Regions from separate parts of the Mus musculus genome. Here region 2 is linked to region 1. Evidence: chromatin contacts called from public Micro-C data. All regions are on one chromosome and are shown on one strand. Each heading gives the region's core, a stretch centred on a gene start, on an enhancer-like site or on the middle of the called end of the contact. The rest is flanking DNA. Distances are from core to core; before and after follow the strand shown.

Evidence for each region. A called contact is a pair of places that touch in the nucleus more often than the background predicts.
Region 2: a Micro-C map of embryonic stem cells shows a contact between it and region 1, with 2.0 times the contacts expected there. The contact joins the promoter of Slc38a4 here to the enhancer-like site in region 1. A contact is called at or near these places in 6 of 484 Hi-C or Micro-C datasets (embryonic fibroblasts and embryonic stem cells), 5 of 115 datasets of contacts at active chromatin or transcription factors (craniofacial prominence and embryonic stem cells) and 2 of 9 other capture datasets (adipose tissue and pancreatic islet).

What each region holds. Positions count from the first base shown.
Region 1 is chr15:96,708,239-96,713,048 of GRCm38.p6, reverse strand. No RefSeq gene overlaps it. Among named protein-coding and RNA genes, the nearest start is that of Slc38a2, 11 kb to the right of the region's middle. Within about 2 kb of position 3,343, at least 366 of the 459 cell types and tissues checked have an H3K27ac peak or open chromatin away from gene starts, as enhancers often do. A contact at or near this core is called in craniofacial prominence, embryonic fibroblasts, embryonic stem cells and 1 more, where this site is marked.
Region 2 is chr15:97,053,563-97,058,474 of GRCm38.p6, reverse strand. Slc38a4 (solute carrier family 38, member 4) reads left to right here and starts at 2,519. Exons shown (of 16, transcript NM_027052.3): 1 at 2,519-2,620. All of the region lies in intron 1 of Gm32840 (a long non-coding RNA gene), which reads right to left.

The sequences.
Region 1 (4,810 bases), core at 2,094-4,593:
ATATTTTCTTCATTTACATTTCAAATGCTATCCCAAAAGTCCCCCATACTCTCCCCCTGCTCTGCTACCCACTCACTCCTACTTCTTGGCCCTGGCATTCCCCTGTACTGAGGCATATAAAGTTTGCAAGACCAAGGGTCTTCTCTTCCCAATGATGGCTGACTAGGCCATCTTCTGCTACGTATGCAACTAGAGACACGAGCTCTGAGGGTACTGGTTAGTTCATATTGTTGTTCCACCTATAGGGTTGCAGATCCCTTCAGCTCCTTGGGTACTTTCTCTAGCTCCTCCATTGGGGGCCCTGTGTTCCATCCTATAGATGACAATGAGCATCCACAAGATTGTTTTTCTTATTTAACAAAAAACAATCATATGTAGAGCTGAAGAGAGTGTTCAGCAGTTAAAACCATGCGCTACGCTCTAAGAAGCTCTGGGCTTGTTTCCCAGCACCCACATGGTGGCTCACAATTGTACTCAGCCCTCTTCTGACCTGTTTACATATTACACATACGTTACTCAGGCACACACACATACACAGAAGTATTTCTAAAAGCTGCCATATAAAAACAGAACTATCATTTGCGAAACACAAGACAGGACAATGAAGTATATACAAACTCAATATATATCCCCAGTATCAACTATAGGAGTAACGGTGGGGGGATGGATGCATGATGGATGGATGGATGGGTGGATGGATGATTAGATGAGTGGGTAGATGGATGGGTGGAGGAACAGATGAATAGTCATAAAGCAATGTGAAGAAGGAGGAAGCTGGGGTGGGGGAACGTCATTTATTGTGGATGAAAATTAAGCAGGAACTACAAACCCAAGTGCATTCACCCCACGGCTTCTGTTAGAAGTGAATTCTGTATCACATTCTAGTAAGATGGAGCCGACGAATTGTGTTAGCTCATCTTTTCAACAAGAACCGCTGAGCCCCATAAATCCTATCACTTCAGGACAGACAACCGTGATGAGCAGCGGGACAACGTGTGGAGCAGGAAGTATGCCTGCCGTTCATGGTACTTAATCAGAAGGCCCGTGGATGGGTCACGAAAATTCTGTGGTAATAACTTCCAAAGGTGCCAGCACACAAGAAAAGCTTCTAACCCAGCCGAGATCAGTCAGGAAAAGAAGCTTCGAGAAAGAAAGAGAAGAAGGAGCAGATGTATCCGCCTACTCATATAGATACGAATCTATCTCATATGCATGTGCCTCTTGGAATATTTCCTTCTGGTTGGCATGACATCACTGACCCTTTCAAGGGTGCTCACTTCTTTAGTACGCATCAATCAATATAAATTTACCGAATGACAAAAGTCCAAGAGCCTCGTTTTCCTGGATTGTTCTCCTTGTGCTAGAAGCTGGAGTTACAGTTATTTTCTCCCTGGAGAAAATAAGTTCCTAGGTCAGACACTTCAATAAACTTCTACATAAGAAAAATGTACCACTGCTCTGAACGCATGACTTCTTCAACAGCTCTTGTTAAATTGTGTGGCTTTCTATCCAAATTAAACTTAGATGCCTCTCTAAAATGGACTTCAGGAAAGCTAATAATAATAATAAAAAAAACTAAAATGTAAATTTAAATATTTCGATACAATTAAACCTATTAACAGGAAAGCCTTTTCATTATTTTTAGTATTGGTGTTTGGTCTTTTTGTATATGTCTTTGCTCCACAAGCATGCCTGATGCCTGAGGTGGCTACAATAGGGCACTGGATTCCCTGGAAGTATAGTTACAGTTGTGGGCCATGCCATGGGTCCTAAGAATCAGATCTGAGAATCGGAGTGCTCTGCAGGCTACAGTCAGTGCGCTCTTCACAGCTGAATTACACAGCCCCCCAGGAAATTCTAGGCCAGCAACATAGCATAAATTTGACAGTCTGTGGAGTCAAAATCCGGTCACTCTATAAACTGTATGGCCTTGGCAAGCTACTCAACTTCTCCATGTTTTTAACTGTAATAGGTAAATAATGAATTCTAAGCGGCCCCTACCTCACAGAGCTAATGAATTAAATATGCATATGTACAAGGGATTGGAAAGCCTGAGAGCTGCGTGGCACATCTGGAACACATCTTGGAAGGTGAAAGTCGGAGATCAGGAGTTTAAGATCGACCAAGGCTATTTAGAAAATTCAAAGGTAGCCTGAACCTATGTAGAACCTTGACTCAAGAGTGGGGGGAGGGGTGTTAAACAATAAGGAATTCGAAATAGCATCTATTCTGAGAGCTAAGTATTATCTAGACTCATTAATTACAATGCTTCTAATTCCAGGAAAATTTTAAAAACACAAGTCAAAAGTAAAACGCATAGTTGTGAAGGTAGAACAAACGTGGGGGGAGGAGGTATCCACCAGGTTCAGTAGCTTTCGCCATTCTGACCTTTGCTCCACTTTAGGAGAGAAAAGGGCCCCGGGCAGGGCTGTGGAGAAATCTGAACTCAACATTATATTCACCTCGAAGATTTCTTCCCAGGAAAAAGTCAGCAGGTAAAGAAAAGTTGTAATTTCCTAACTCAGAGGCGAGTATGTTGTCTTTGTGTTTATTTCCCTGTCGGTTTTTTTCTCCTTCCTAGACTTTGATAGAATGACTCAAAAGATAAACACACACACACAATTACTAGAAAGAATCTAAAATGCCACGAGACTAAACGATCGCAGCATTTCTGTAAAAAAAAAACAAAAAACAAAAAAACCCGCTTCCTCCCTAGGGCCAAGATGAGGGCGGAATGTCTACGTAACGTCTTCTCGACAAAGGAGCAGGAGAACAACTCTGAAAGCCACTTTCAAAGGCTCACTGGGAGCCATGTGGAAGCACCGCGCAAAGCTTCGGGGACTTTCCTCGTGGGTCTGGGGATTTAGCAAGACAACCCACGAGCTGGGGAGTCCCTGCTCGCCGGGGTGCGGGCTCGGCCCCAGGCGCGGGCACGTGCACATGCTGCAGCGGCCTCGCTCCCCCGCGGCCTCCCCGAGCGGAGGATTACCCCTGATGATCACGACTCTCTAGGTTTCCCCAGTCACTGGCTCCCCACCGCGGCTCCCTGTCCCTTCCATCCCTCCCCGCCACGCGCACCAAAAGAAGGCGGAACCCAGTGAGTCGCCATCACGTGGGCTCTGGACGAGCAGAAGCGGTCTGCGCAGAAGTGGTCTGCGCACGAGCTGCCCGCGCCTCGCGGGGCCTCCGCGCCCGCAGCCTCAGTGGAAAAATTTCAGGAGACCTACTGAGGCTGCGCGGAGTAGGCCACGCCCCCTTCCCGCCCGTTGCTTCTGCGCGGGTTCCTCCCGCCCCTGGGGAGCAGCCCCGCCTCCGCCCCGCGCTTCTGCGCAAGCCCCGCCCTCCCTGGGGAAACCGCTGCGTAAGCCCCGCCCTCCCCAGGGGGAAAGCGCCGCGTACCCCTCGGCCATGACTTCCGGAGCTGCCACCGCTGGCCCGGGGTGCCTGCGAGGCCAACTCATGTGTGGCCGCCTGGCATCCTGAGAGGCGAGCAGCGGCGCCCTGGCGCCTCAGCCTTCGTCTGCGGGGCGCCGCGGCCTCAACCTCGTCACCTCAGCTCCACACGGGTCCCACGTCTTCTGGATGGAGCTGGATGGAGGGAGGAGTGGTTGGGGTGGGATGCTGAGGGGACCGACGGTCGCCTAGACAAAGCCCGATCTGGATCACCACCACCCACCCACCCCAGGAAAATAAATAATATTCATTTTCCCCCCCATCCAGAAATATGCCTCACGGAATTTACCCCTGAGGCAGCAATTGTAAGGAGTTTGACCTCACCCAGAGGTGACAAATGGCCACACCGACCATGACATTCTTTGGCTGTAAAGGGGTGTGTCATGTGTGCGTGGTTCTCCTCAAGAAAACAAATTTAGCCATTTTAGCCACGGGTTGGTTCAGTCGGGTGAGTGTTGCCTAATGTGGAGGCGAATAGAGGGGTGTTAGCTCTCCACTTGTCCTCAGAGAGGTTTTTACTGGAAACCGGATGCAGACATCTACATGAGACCACGTTGTGCCAAAGATTTCAGCCAAAACAGTGGGAGTTTCTGTGAGTAATCTCAGAACCAAGCCCATAGAAGCCCCCACAACCCACTTGAGAACCAGAATTGCAGGTATGTTAATAAATCTTTATTTCTTCGCCTTGGGTGAAGAAAGAACACGAAACTGACTGAAGGCCAAGAAGGTCATCGAGGCCCAAAAGTAGGCACAATATATTGATAAATCTTTGCCTTTTCCTCTGAACAAAAATACGGGTAACCCGTTTTTAAAAACAGATTTTGGAGAATTGTAATGATCTGAGTCTTTATTGTTTTTAAAGCAATCGGATGTAGCACAGTATTCAAAACCTAGACCTCTATAACTGCGCTGGCTCCTTGTTTTCTCGATTAGCTTTTCGTTCCAAGTGTGAGCATTCTGTCAACCCGTGGGCATGTGGACTTTTCAACCCTGTTACTGCTGATTAGCAGGTGTTGGTGGAAGATCTAGGTCCATGAACACTTTCTCTTTGCTGTCATTCTTTCTTGTACCTAGCAAAATGGACTCCAGAGGAAATGGCAGTGAAGCATGACAAAAAGAAAAAAAATCAGCCATTCCTCATTTTTTAGAGAGGAGACAGAAACGATTGGTACTAGATCCCTTGAAAGTCTCAATAGCAGTAAACATTTATACTAAAATGTCTGTAAATCTGAATGTTCCTGAAAAGGTCTTCTAGGGCTAAGTGTCTTAAGGGGCACCAGAATTTTATTCTTACGGAGGAAAACATGCCTTGCACACAACACTGCTTACAAATCATGGCCTCACTGCATAACATACT
Region 2 (4,912 bases), core at 1,270-3,769, 350 kb before region 1:
AGCTTGTGATAGTGTCTGAACAAGGTATGTTCCAGGCAAGCGGTATCAACAATTTTTGTCTGTTTTTTTTTTTTCTTCAGAAAAATCAAGTCTCTAGAATGGAACTAATTTGTCCCTGTGGGGTGACCATAAAATCATGGTAGAGGGTGTCTTCTCCAAAGGCAGAGCATGATCTCACGCGAAACCAAAATGCGTGTCAGTGAGGTCCCACGAGAAGCTTCATAGGACTGGCCACTCAGCTTCCTGCCCCTTAGAACACTGGTTTCCATGACCCCGGAGGAACCAGGTCACGGCTACATGGCCTTTCCTGGTCAATTTTCACAGCAGAGAGACAACCAGGCTTTTCAGTTGTGTCTGGCGTCTCCACATTACTCTGGGACCTTCTGCAACTCCAGTGAAGTGCAGTCCCCACCAAAGATGAGCGGATTGCACTTGAATCGGAATGCCAATGCTTTATAGATAAAATTAGCATAATTTCCCCTCAGCCCATAACCTGACTCGTAGTTCCAGCATATATAAATGAATAACACGTAGTTTCCTATTACACCAGGCAATGAACCATAGCTTTTGATTTTTTTTTTTTTTTTTTTTTTTGGTATGAGCTAAGGTGATTAAATAAATAGTTTATTTACAAGTTAGCTGGAGAGATGACTCAGTGTTTAAGAGCACTTGCTGCTCTTCCAGAGGACCTGAGTTTGATTCCCAGCACTCATGTGGTGGCTCACAACTCCCTGTAATCGTAGTTTCATGGGATCCGACACTACCTTCTAGCTTGAGAGCACCAGACACGCCCATGTTAGGTGTATGTGCAGGCAGAATTCCCATACACGTAAAATAAATACTTTTTAAAAAATTAAAAAGGACAAGAAAGGAAAGATGGATGCTAGGATTCCTGGTTTTGAAAAGTTGGGCAGTTATACATCTCTCGGGCATGAGCTGCTGGCATGAAGGAACTATTTGCTTTCAGCCATGTTTTTTCCCCACTGATATTCTGTTTATGGGCTTGCCTTGGCTTCTCCTGTGTCTCAGGTCAGGCCCTGAGAGATAGAAATCTTTCTCCTGCCTCAAATCCTTTTATTGTGGTCCAGCCATTATGACCTGCTAGTAGCTTACTACATACACTCCTTACGTGTTATTAAAGAGGCAATGGTGAGATAGCACAGTATAAATAAAACCCAATTTCAACAAGCTGAAGGGGACTTTAAAATTATTCTGTTATATTCTAACTCCACAAAATTGAACTTCTTGCCAGGAGAAACCAAAAGGGTGTATATATCATATTTGACCAGGATTGCTAACCTACTCTCGTGAAACTAAATATTTCTTATATATATTGTGCTTTTGGGGGGGGGGTGGTACAAAATCATGCTGTGGTAGAAGTTATATATTCTTCTGTTGCTACCCTTCTGTTGAACTGTTTTGTATAATCTGAGGTGTGTGTGTGTGTGTGTGTGTGTGTGTGTGTGTGTGTGTGTGTGTGAGAGAGAGAGAGAGAGAGAGAGAGAGAAGAGAGAAAGACAGAGACAGAGACACACATAGAGACAAGAGACATAGAGAGATCTATCACTGATGGAACGTTTTGAGTGTTCCTTATTAGCATGCAGATGTTTCTGTTGTTACATTGTTTTCTTTCTGAAGTGCCGCCATGTTCTAGTACTGTTCTAATACAGGAGCTATGAAATGGGAAGAGCTAAGTGTCCTTCCTGAAGACAGACAGTTAGACCGGCAGCTCTTCATAATTTACGTTGGGCGCGTGAGAGTTCCAAAAGCCCTGTCTGTGTCCCTGGTGGGTCTGTTAAATCTTCAGAGGCCACTTCTCCACCAGTGAACCCCTTCTGCCAAAAAAGAATGGCAACTTTTATTAAATAAACACGGACCTTCTTTGAAGCGGGAACTATGCTTAGTGTCAGAAAATGGTTTTATCAGAAAATGGTTCCATATACATATTTTTCCTTAAGACCCTCCTAGCGAGCAGAAAATGTAGTTTATTATAGCTTCCTTTGTACTCAGAATCATATTTAAACTAGGACCCCATAAGAGAATTACAGGAAAGGTTCACAAGTGGGTGACGGCAAGGTTGCCCTTGTATTGCATAGAGATTTTTACTGTGACCACCATATTCTATTTGTTTGCTTTGTGTTATGTGGTGACAGTAAGCTGTGTAGTCCGTGAAAAAGTTGTTTGTCGAATACTCTACACTGACTACTTTTACCTACTTAACGATGTAGATATATCCTGCACACAGGAAAATCCCCCCAAATAAAGAAACTTCACAGTCGAAAATGAACTCACACCAAACTCTTTGGTAACAAGACCCAGGGCGGGTGGAGGGGCCTCCATTGCTCTCTGGGCTCCAGGCTTCCCTCTAAAAGGACAGCTGGACAGCTAGACTCCACCTGGAAAGATGTTTCTGTTGACAGATCAGGTTCCTGCACTGCTATTGGTGGCTAGGCTGGAAGGGAGGGTCCTCAAGAAAGGAGATCGAGATGCTGCCCCCTATCACAGGATGGAAATTTCCACTCTTTGGGAAGCCAATAGAGAAGACGGAAGGGTCTCCCGGTCTAACCCTTGCCGCCACATCCATTGGATTCCAACCCGAAGAGGGTAGACAGAAAGGCGGGTGAGTTAAATGTGGTATATTTTCTCTTAAAAAACGACTCAGCGTGGAATTTTAGGGCTAGATCCTAACTTGTGTGTGTGTGTGTGTGTGTGTGTATGTTTGCGCGTGTGTGCGCGCGTGTATGTGTGTGCCCCCGCGCGCGCGTGGGGACAAGCGCACGTGGGGCATTCAGGTCTCGGAACTGTGTAGGGTCAAAATTTGTTGGTTGTACCTTAGAACTACAGGCTAACTGGGTTATTTCAGTGACTAGAAGTGAAGTAAACCAGGGCAGGCGGAGGGGATAGCTTGAGGGGCTTTTTTTGAAGGCTCCTATTCGAACTGTGCCTGCGTGGCCGTCTCCAGAGACTGGTGTGGGCTTGCCGACTGGAGGTCTATTGGCTCTGAGATTTTTGTTGTGGGACCTCCTTGAACGATAGCAGCTGCCTTATAAAGAGGGTCTCACCCTTCCTAGGATCTGGCTCCTCACCCTTGGGGATCGTGCCCACTAGGTGCTACCCGAGTTGCTGGAAGTGTGCCTATGACCCCCCGCCCGCCGGAGGTGGTGGGGGAACACGGGTTCAGGGTTTAAAATAGACTCGCTGGTCTCTTGATAGTTGGTAGTTGAATTTCCTGACTGTAAGCATGCTCCCGTTGTTAAATTGCCTTACGGCGAGCAGATCAGCATGCTCCCGGAGTGCGAACTCTAAGGCTTGGGGACTCTAAGGAGTCCCAAGAGCCTGGAGCAAAGTGAGAATTTGATTTAGAGCCGAGACTGCTTCCCACATGGTGGGATCGGGGATCCGCCACACCCAACAGCTCGTAGGCGCCGAAACCCCGCGGTAGGGTGGGGGTCGCGGGCATGAATGGAGGACTTCAGAGGAGAGGGAAACTGACCGTGGAGTAGTTGGGAGGAGACAACTTGGTCAACCAGAAGGAACTCCTTTTGCCTTGAGGCACTGAGCAGGGACAGACAGCTGAAAAGGCGTAGGTGGCTCTTCAGGGTATCAGTTCCTGGGGACGGACCCTCGTGGGGATCGGTCTGAGGTTCCCGTGGAGGGATCGGTCTGGGGTTCCCATGGAGGGACCCTCGTGGGGATTGGTCTGGGGTTCCCGTGAAGGGACCCTCTTGGAGATCGGGTTGGGGTTCCCGTGGAGGGACCCTCGCGGGGATCGGGCTGGGGTTCCCGTGGAGGGACCCTCGTGGGGATCGGGCTGGGGTTCCCGTGGAAGGACCCTCACGGGGATCGGGCTGGGGTTCCCGTGGAGGGACCCTCGCGGGGATCGGGTTGGGGTTCCCGTGGAGAGACCCTCGCGGGGATCGGGCTGGGGTTCCCGTGGAGGGACCCTCGCGGGGATCGGGTTGGGGTTCCTGTGAACCGATCCTCGCGGGGATTGGGCTGGAGTTCCATGGACGGACCCTCGTGGCGAGCCACAGGGAAAGGTGGCTAGAAAAACTCTTCCATGTATACCAGAGCCTGTGATGCTTCCTTCAGCACTGCTGACCCAGTTGGAGGAAGAGGGGCGAGCTGAACCTGAGACTTAAGCAAGGATGATTAGGGATGAATTCCTAGGCAGTGGCCACACGCCTAGAGGGTTTTTTTGAGCCTCTGGGCTGGTGCTTAGAGATCGGGAGCCCTCAGAAAAGCTGGAGTGAGGCAGACCGGCGCTTGCTTGATGTTTTGGTTCTCATTATGTGTGTTGCGGTGAAAGGATAAATCAGCCTTCCTAATACTCAGACCCTTTAAGATCGAACCTCATGCCTCGGTGAACACCCAGCCGTAAAATTACTCCATTGCTGCTTCATAACTATAGTTTTGTTACTGTCACAAATCGTAATGTTTGATAAGCACGCAGGATTTTTGATGTGACTCCTCCGTGAAAGTGTCCTTAGATCCTCCAAAGAGGTTCCTCTTTGTCTCTTTATTTAAAGACAGTAAACCAGGAGGGACGAGAACAGAAAGGCACTACTATGTGTCATGATAGGATGGGAGCCACGGGAGAAATGGAAAACAGAATCACTTCCACATGACCATAAACCTTCCTGTGGTCCACCTCTTATTTGATATGTAATGACCTAATTCCACTCATTCATTCCCCGGACGGTCATGGTGTAACACTGGCTCGCAGGAAATCTATTAGGTTTTTCTTGTTGGTGTTTTTCTGTTGTTGTTTTGTTTTTTAAATATATCTCCACTGTCACTTCACACAGGGCAGAGCAAATTCTTCATGGTCACCAATGTTTGTTGAATAATAGATTGGTCTAGTGGAGGATAATTAAAGTAAGCCATTATGTTCTACATCAGAATCTGCTTT